3 separate regions of the Mus musculus genome follow, and regions 1 and 2 are each linked to region 3. The links are chromatin contacts, called in public HiChIP or PLAC-seq and Micro-C maps. All regions are on one chromosome and are shown on one strand. Each heading gives the region's core, a stretch centred on a gene start, on an enhancer-like site or on the middle of the called end of the contact. The rest is flanking DNA. Distances are from core to core; before and after follow the strand shown.

The links. Hi-C and Micro-C count contacts between places; a contact is called where the count stands out from the background. HiChIP or PLAC-seq counts read pairs in DNA pulled down with a chosen protein or histone mark.
Region 1: a FOXA1 HiChIP or PLAC-seq map of pancreatic cancer cells shows a contact between it and region 3. The contact joins the enhancer-like site here to the promoter of Hrh1 in region 3. A contact is called at or near these places in 5 of 39 promoter capture datasets (cranial neural crest, frontonasal cranial neural crest, hippocampal neurons and 2 more), 3 of 484 Hi-C or Micro-C datasets (cortical neurons and embryonic stem cells) and 1 of 115 datasets of contacts at active chromatin or transcription factors (pancreatic cancer cells).
Region 2: a Micro-C map of embryonic stem cells shows a contact between it and region 3, with 5 times the contacts expected there. The contact joins the promoter of Syn2 here to the promoter of Hrh1 in region 3. A contact is called at or near these places in 4 of 39 promoter capture datasets (liver, pre-B cells and stem cell-derived epiblast-like cells) and 1 of 484 Hi-C or Micro-C datasets (embryonic stem cells).

The regions. Positions count from the first base shown.
Region 1 is chr6:114,987,136-114,990,189 of GRCm38.p6, forward strand. No RefSeq gene overlaps it. Among named protein-coding and RNA genes, the nearest start is that of Gm38876, 43 kb to the left of the region's middle. Within about 2 kb of position 1,321, at least 112 of the 459 cell types and tissues checked have an H3K27ac peak or open chromatin away from gene starts, as enhancers often do. A contact at or near this core is called in pancreatic cancer cells, where this site is marked.
Region 2 is chr6:115,133,546-115,136,524 of GRCm38.p6, forward strand. Syn2 (synapsin II) reads left to right here and starts at 1,357. Exons shown (of 13, transcript NM_001111015.1): 1 at 1,357-1,915. The coding sequence starts at 1,536. It overlaps Gm17733 (predicted gene, 17733), which reads right to left and starts at 1,290. Exons shown (of 2, transcript NR_132436.1): 1 at 1,070-1,290.
Region 3 is chr6:114,396,665-114,399,416 of GRCm38.p6, forward strand. Hrh1 (histamine receptor H1) reads left to right here and starts at 1,272. Exons shown (of 2, transcript NM_001317125.1): 1 at 1,272-1,334. Gm38875 (a long non-coding RNA gene) reads right to left here and starts at 1,087. Exons shown (of 3, transcript XR_869365.2): 1 at 989-1,087.

The DNA.
Region 1 (3,054 bases), core at 71-2,570, 590 kb after region 3:
GGGAAAATGGCGCATATGTCTCAAGTTGCACAGCCATTCAGCTGGCTTCTGAGCACCGTTGATGCTTTGGCTAGCAGAAGACATAGAGTGGAAGGAGAATCAAGTCAGACGAAATGCTACAGCCAGGTTCCTGACACTTTAATGAAAGTCTGAACCTAGCTTGGCTGTTGTCCACAGTTAGTTCCTGGCGGGGATAGAAAGTCAGGGAAACAAGATCCCTGACCTCAGCACAGTGAACCCCAGGACTGATGGAAATGGCGGAGACAATGGCCTTCATGTCCCATCACTCACTGTGATGGTGACCCTTAACTCTTTTTTTTTTTTCTTTTAAAGACTGAGTCTCTCTACATAGCCCTGGCTCTCCTGGGTCTTGCTATGTAGACCAGGCTAGCTTCAAACTCCCATAGATCTGTCTGCCTTTGCCTCTCAAGTGCAGGGACCAAGGTGTGCACCATTGTACTCCCAGCTTGGACTGGGCTTGGGTCTGGTCTCAAAGGATGCTTGTAAGCTTGACAGTAGAAGACAGAACATGACCCGGAGCTTCTCATGTTGCTGTCTCCATGTTCTAGGTGCTGGAGTTGTAGTATGTACCATGGTATCTGATTGATACAGCACTGAAGTCTGAGTTCATGTTGTCGTCTGAGCCATATGGCTAGCCCTGAACTGGATAATATGACTCTGCAGAGGCCACTGGAGGGCGGCTGAATGGGCCTGTGATCTGCTCTTAACTCCTGGGAAGCCCCATCCACAAGCTGAGCCTAAGAATGGATTTGGGCTCCATATTGGCTCTCAACAGAGATTTCCCTGAGGCAGTAAGGAGCCCCCCCCCCCCCGCACCCCACACCCCTGCAAGCACTTGAAAGCTCTCAAAAGCCAGTAAAAAGACTCTGCTAGCTGAGGAAAGCTGTCAAGTTTCTTTGCTTTTAGGATTATGTCAACCCAGGTAGAAACACAGGTTAGGCCAAGTTGATCAGAAGCTCTGATTGGCTGTTGATGACCTAATGGGGATTTCAGGAGAGCCATTGGGCAGGCAGCCACTCCTAACCAGCAGAGCCACAAAGCAGGAAGGCGGTGTGCAAACCGATAGTGTGCTGGGGGGGGGGGGCAGTATATTTGAGGAGCTTATGGGGGAGGTGGTGGGGGCAGCCAACCAGGAGTTTAAAAGCACATGGCGTGTTGTAAACAATAAAAGAGAGCCTCAAATTGGAGAAACAATGCTACCCCCAAGGTCCTCCTGGGTTCCTTTGTGTGCTCCAGCCTTTGGCATATGCCAGGTGTCTCTTTCTCCCCAGAGAGCAGGCTGAGCACACAGACAAGAGCTGACAAGTCCCTCCCTCCCTCCCTACTACCGCCCAAACCTGCTCCACGATGCCCTGAGGCGGCCATCAGCCCCTACCTTGAACTCATGCCAACCTGCCTACCCAGTCTTTTTCTCTTCCAGGTGGCCACAAGGTTAGCATGTCAGGCTGTAGTCTTGTGTTAGGGTAGGTACCCCCCTTCCACATCCCCCACAACACACACATACACACTTTATGGATTCTCCAAACAGAAGGGACGAATAGAAATAACAGGGAATACAAACTGTGGGCACAGTCAGAGAGGAGTGTTTTGTATAACAGGAAGAGTCGCTGGGGACTGGCTCACCTGGTGAGTCACTGCAAGTTTGTTCCTCTTGGCTGACTACCAAAAGAGAAGAGAGCACAGGCACTAGCCTATGGCCTCCGGGGAGGCATGTGGGCATTTTAGAGAGGCCAGGGTTTGCAGAAGAAAACAGCAGAGCCAGTGGAGAGCCACCAGGGCTGGGATTCTGTGGGACCTTTGTGTCTCCATATGACCCTGGGTCCCCCTCTCTGCATGACTTCAGCTGCCTCTTCTGCTAATGGGGGAATTCTAGGCAGGATACCCCCACATTTTCCAGCCCAGCCTAGCCCTCCTGGTGTTTCATGAGCTAAACAGAGTGTTCTGATGTTAATACTACTAAGAGCACCCCAGGCCAAGGCCAAGGACCTTGCTATGGGTTTCACATGCACGAAGCTAATCTTGAGAGTTCTGCCAAGTGCAGAAGATCTCCCAGAGGAGAATGTGGCTTCCTAGGACTAACAGCCTCACTCAGTGTCACAAAGCTAAGGCTTAGTGACTCCGAAGTTTCCGAAATATAATTTGCTTTAAAAAAAATTAACAGATACCAGGACAAACAGAAGGCTGGGGAGGTGAGCTGGCTTAGCAGTGAAGAGGGCCTGCCTTGCAAGCCTGAGAGAGAGCCTGGGTGAATAGCCAGCACCCGTGTAAAAGGTGGACATGTCTCTGCATGGGCGTGTAACCCAGGGCTGCAGAGGACAGAGATGGGAGAGCCACTGAGACTTGCTGGCTGCCAGCCTAGCTCTAGGTTCAGTGAGAGACCCTGGCTTGAAGGAATATGGTGGACAGCAAAGGAGCAGGACCTCTACCTTCCTCTGGCCTCCGCACCCAGGGCTCACACGCATGTATATATGCTACACACATACTCACATAAAAATAAACAAAATACCTAAACAACAACAAAACCCACATAGAAAAGCAAACGGCTAGTGCAGATTTGATGGCCCAAACCACTGGTTTATAGACTCACAGACACGGTCCTGGCCAGCTCACTAGCTTGTTTTCTCCAGAGCTGGTGTGCTTATGGCTGTAATTTTTCTCAATTTACAACAGCATACATATTTAATTAAGCAGAAACACGAAACCCACTGATGTGTTCATGGCTAAGTAGACACTTAAAACAGGTTGGGGCACCTTATGCTTTGATTAGACGGGTGCTCTGTGCACATGCAGGGAACTTCCTGGAGAAAACAGGGCCAGGGAGAGCTCTCTTAGTAGCTTGGAAGGCACAGAGAACCAATGGGTACAACAGCCCTTTTGTCTGAGGCGAGTGCTCACCTCAGAACTGGCCCAACAGACCTGGCCCACCAGCTTCCTCCTTCCAACAGCAACAATGAAGGATGAACAGCTGTTAATTGTAAGGTAAGGTTGGCACAGGACTTGCCAGCTGTACCAAGAGCAGAGAAGGAGTGTTTT
Region 2 (2,979 bases), core at 107-2,606, 740 kb after region 3:
TCTCTGATGCTATTGGCTTAGACCTGAGAACCAACTGGGATATACAAAACAGGAACACCCTGCTAACATTAGTGTCAAGACCCTCACTGATTCCATTCAGACTAGCTAATACTACTGAGAAATAAGAATAAGGACTTAGGCCCCACTACTGGCTTATCTACTGCGTACCAGACGCTTTACCTACATGTTCTCATTTACTCCAGCAGCTTTGAAAAGTGCTATCTGTTTTTATTAGCTGTGGAAGAAAAAGGTTCAAGGGAGTAATTTGCCCAAAGTCGTGCATCACTCCAGGTGGTCTGCCTGTCAAGTACATCTGCTACATTTTGTCCAGATACAAATGTAGGGGACTAATATACCTGAAGACAGATCAAAACAAAGGTTCAAAGAGCACACAAAATTTAGAGAGTGCACAGAGAAGTTGGTAGTCAGATAAACCTTCATGGAGATGGTCAGTTAGGGGACTAGGTCGCCCTACAACACTGGGGAACAATGTATGTCAGGGAAGCAAATTGAGGGGGTAGCCTTGGCTATCTGTCTGAGGGATCCTGAAAAGACATTTTCAGTCTTCTCGGGCTCTCTTGCGCGCGCGCGTGCTCTCTCTCTCTCTGGTCAGGGAGAGAATTGTGCACTATTAAGTGGGGCACAGAAATTGCCTCCTAATGTCCTCCAGGGCAGTGTGGAGAGGGTCTGCTTAGGTTCCTTCTTCCTCAAGGAGGGTGAGGTAGCCCTCTACTTCATTGTGGTCTGGACTCCCACCTTTTGGGTCAGGGAGAGGTTTTTCCCATTCAGCACGGGTAGGCAGCTTTTATTCATTCATTCATTCATTCATTCATTCATCCATCCATCCATCCATTCATTCATTCAGGTCTCAGCATACAAGGTGCGCATTAGCAGCAACAGATTAGTCCATTCCTTCTCATCTGAAAGTTGGGGACTTTGGCATCATTTTCCTGAGCTTCAGGAAAGGAAATGCTTCGCTTTGCTCACTGAATGGTGGTCCTGGGTGTGTGTGCGCGCGCACACACACGCCAGAGCGGGTGGAGGGGCAGGTGTAGCTCTTTTCTCTCACCTCAGGGTAGGGAAGCTGACACCTCTCTTCTAACTAGATGGTATTAGGATGGTGTCTTCGTCTGGAACTGGGACACGACTCTCCTCTTGAAACCACGAAGGTGATGATGGTGGGAGACTCTCGGCTTTCCTTCCCTCCACACTGCGAGAGCTCCTGGTTCCCACACAGTCACGCTCAGGTGGCGGGAGGGGACACTCTCCCTTCTCTTTGCGCCAGAGCCTGAAAAGGCGGGGGACGCGCGAGTAGGCGGGGGCGGAGCAGGCTCTGCGGAGAGGGGCGGAGACAGAAGTAGTCACGCCCTCGGCACCGCCCACTGCTCCCTCGCTAACAGGCTCGCTCCCCAGACCCAGAGCGCCGCGGCTGTCTGCTGGGCTCCCGGAGACGCGGACCACCTTCGGTGTCCCCGCGCCGTCCTCCCCGCGCCGCTTGGCCCGCCGCCTCGAGCGCCCTCAGCCCCTCAAGCCAGATGATGAACTTCCTGAGGCGCCGGCTGTCGGACAGCAGCTTCATCGCCAACCTGCCCAATGGCTACATGACTGACCTTCAGCGCCCGGAGCCGCAGCAGCCCCCTCCTGCCCCTGGCCCCGGTGCCGCTACGGCGTCGGCGGCCACCTCAGCTGCCTCGCCCGGTCCCGAGCGCAGGCCGCCACCCGCCCAGGCACCCGCGCCGCAGCCGGCGCCGCAGCCCGCGCCGACGCCGTCGGTGGGCAGCAGCTTCTTCAGCTCGCTGTCGCAAGCGGTGAAGCAGACGGCCGCCTCCGCCGGCCTGGTGGACGCGCCCGCACCTTCGGCCGCTTCCAGGAAGGCCAAGGTGCTGCTGGTGGTCGACGAGCCGCACACCGACTGGTAGGCCCCTGCGGGGTCCGCCGGGGGCAGGGTGTGAAGATGGACCCTCGAGGTCACCCGGGAGAGCACCGGGGACGAGCAGGTGTCTGTGTGTGGGAGGGGCGAGGGCAGGCGTTGACCTCCCAGAGACATGGGTCCTAAGGTAAAGGACTCGGTGGCCTCCAGGCCGGTGGCAGAGCAAGCTACTTCATTAAGCACCAATGGAGCTTAAAAATAGTGATAAGTCGACCACGCTCTAAAGGAAGGCCACACAGCCAAGAATATTTGGGCAGCACATATTGGCTGTGACAGTGGTGGTGGGGACACCACAAAGTTGGGAAGGAAGAGAAGGAGGGATGGATCTGGAAAGAGCTGGGGGAGGGAGGGTGAAGATGATCAAAACAGGTTGTACAACATCCTCAAAGAACTAATAAAAAACAAAAACAAAACACAAATACTTATGGTGGGGGGGGGGCAGGCTTAACAGTTTAGACGCATACAAGCTAAGGTGAAAATGGACCCAGATGGCCATCAAAATAAAGGACACCAAAAAAGATTCTAGTCTGCAAGGTTTGGAATGAGTTGGGAGTGGATATTAGTATTTAAGTTGGATAGGTGTTTTTGTTGTTGTTATTGTTTGTTTGTTTTGTTTTAAACCTGTACCTGTATTGATATCAAGGTGGGTTAGATCACAGGTGTCTCAGAGTGTGATTGACATCTGTTTAAAAATAATGAGATTATTATATATATGCAACAGGGAGGGGATATATGTTTTAAAAATTTTGTTCTCTCTCTTCCCTTCTCTCCCTCCCTCCCTCCCTCCCTCCCTCCCTCCTTCCCTCCCTCCGTGTGTGTGTGTGCGTGTGTGTGTGTGTGTGTGTGTGTGTGTGTGTGTGCGCGTGCGTGCGTGCATGCGAGCATGCGTGCTCCTGTGTTTGTGTGTAAACGATGGTGGCTTTTTCAGCTGGATGATGAAGACCTAAGTAAAAACATTACATATTGTTAAAGGGCACAAATAAAATGATTGGCCTTAATGCAGTAAAGGGGAAACTTCAAGAATGCTTTTCTTTTCTTTCTTTCTTTTC
Region 3 (2,752 bases), core at 22-2,521:
TGTTGCCTGGGTTCCTAAGGGCATTTCAAATGAGTCTGGAGTCCCACCTTCCAGGCAGGCACAGACAGGCTCAAGGTCAAGGGCTATATCGAGGTGCTTACCAAGTAAGCCCTTTGTGTAAAAGACATCATTAACTTGTCCTCCGCCCCTCTGTGTTAAAAACTTTGGCCTTTGGACTTGGGCTGGGTAGGCTAGAAGTGCAGTTCTCGGTGAGGACATGGTAGAAGCTACAAAACCTGCCCATCATCTATAAATAGGGCTGATGACTGCTTCTTTTTTCTGGTGTAGTTTGAGATTTAAATCAGGGCTACGAGGAGGGGACTAAGACATCCATACAAGTCTGGAACTGAGCCACACAGGGCTGGGCCTGCATTCCCACAACTACATACCACTGCGGGAGGATGAGCCCCTTCTAGGGGGCACGGTGTCATAGCAAAGAGGAGCCACTTCCCTTCCTCAGTTGTTCTCCCTTCCCTGACTGTTGCCATCTGAAGCCACAATTGAATGTTAAAAGGGTTTTCCCTAGCAAAGAAGGAGAAACGCCCTCTCCTAGCTCAGAAAAACAAAACCCAAAAAACAAAAAAACAGTTCCTTAAGTTTCCCCAACACACACACACACACACACACACACACACACACACACACAAAAACACACTCTCGCCTTCTCCTCTTAGCCGGCACAGGTTCCTAAGTGTAATGGTACAGTGAGAGTTGAACAAGGTCGGGATAGCTCAGCGCAAGGCCCTGAGTTTCAGCATAGCACTTGCAGGATGAGGACAGGAGGGAAGGAGGGAAAGAGGGAGGGAGAGGGCGAGAGCGCATTCATTCTTCAGGATCTAGAGAAACAGTGGTTGTGCGGTTCTAAACCTCCCGAGTCTTGGTGATCCGGATCAATCAGTGTCACTAATTTAAAAAACAAAAAACCAAAACAAAACCCAAACAAAACAAAACAAAACAAAACAAAAACCCAACTAGTCCCTTGGTCCACCTGCGGTTGAATTTGCGAAGAATCCTGTCAGCTCCTCCTTATCTGAGGTCTGGTCTGTGGCTCTGCGTGTCCCCGGGTTAGCATGCGGTGGCAGTGTCGGAGGGCTGTCGCCAGGCTTCCGATCCATCCTTGGCTTCTTGCCAAGCTCAGGGCTCCGCCACAGATGCGGGGCGCGGCGGTAGAAGATGGGCGGGGGAGGGTGCCCTGGGGCTGCTGGTGGGCGGGCCTCTCAGCGGCTCCTCCCCCGAGGCCGCCTCCGCGTGCTCCCGCCACCCCCGCGGCCGCCTCCGCCACCGCACCGAGCAGTCTGGCCGCCGCCGCCAAACTTTCCCCGGAGCTGGCGCGGGTGAGTCGGAGCGCAGCGCGGGCAGGGGCGGGAACCCGGTGGCGGGCGGCGGGAGGAGGGCAAGGATGCGCGCACGCCCAGCTCTGAGTTCCGCGCCCCCGCAGGGCGGTGGGGACATCCCGCAGGTGGCCGCACGAGGTGGGCGCGCCGGATGCTCTAGCGGCCTGGGCAGGGTATCGGAGCTGTGGCTGCTATGCCCGTAAGCACAAACACCTGTGGCTTCCCGGAGCTGGGGCCGGGCTCACCGGTTAGAGTCCGCCTCCGATTTCTGGGCCAGGGGGCCTCCTCAACGGCTCCCCGAGATTCCTCAGGGTTTGGCTTTGATGCTAACCGTGGACGCAGACTCTGGGTTGAGGTGCGATCTCCGTGCCAAGCTCCGGACATCCACTATCTCAAATCCTTCTGAATCTCCGGGACCCAGGTACTACTAGTATACCCACTTTACAGAGGAGGAAACTGAGGCTTGGGGAGGGAAAGTTGTCTCTTAGAGAACAGCCTTGAGACTGAATTGGATGAATCCAAGCTTCTTAGCTAGGTGGAACCCAAACCAGGTGTCTGGGTATGAGAAGCGTCTGAGCCAGCGCTCCCTCCTTTCCTAGCCGGCTTTATCGTCGTTTCCTGGCCGAGCCAGAAGACTTGATACTGTGGCCAGGGTGTGTTCTGATGGCAGAGAAGATCCTTGAGGGCTGCCTTTTCCCAGAGAGCGTTAGGGGATACCAAATTCTGCAATTTACGCCGTGTTGCTCTGAAAGTTAGAGTCTTGAATCAGAGCACAACTGATCTTTACAGAAGCCACCTTTGAGGCGCTTGCTAGCCTGGGCGATGGAGACACAGGGTTGCTCCAGGCAGGGTGGCTCTCCTCCGACAGGGGGCTCCCACCTCCAGACGGAATGGAGCTGAGGGAACTGGAAGATCCCCAGGCTGACTGCTCTGAGAGCGCGTTCTGTTATTGGGGGGTGGGGGGTGGGGAGGAGGAAGGGCAGGACCCTGAACCAGGGGTGAAGTGTGTTACTGGAACAAAAAGGAGAGAGTAGGTGGAGATCCGACACTCTTGGGGGCCTGAAGGCCACCGGCAATCCTTGGAGACAGAGAAAGAGCCCCCCCCCCCATGGTTATGAGATGGTTATGGATTAACATAGTTTATACAGCAGCCATGCAAGGTACCGTTATTGAGCGATAGGTGGACACTCAGAGAGGTTCAATAGATTGCTTAGAGTTGCCCAGCTGGTCCGTGGTGGAGTGGATTGAGTACCAACCAATCTTGCCTGTATCTTAAATTATCAGTGAGACTCAAGAGGCGGATGGAACCTCAGGTCCTTCTGTGCTGTGGCTGGCAGCGGTGGAGACAAACAATAGAGGGATGCTAGGCAACAGGGTCCGCAGCATCCCTGCTTCTGCCTCCGATGGGGCTCTGGGTG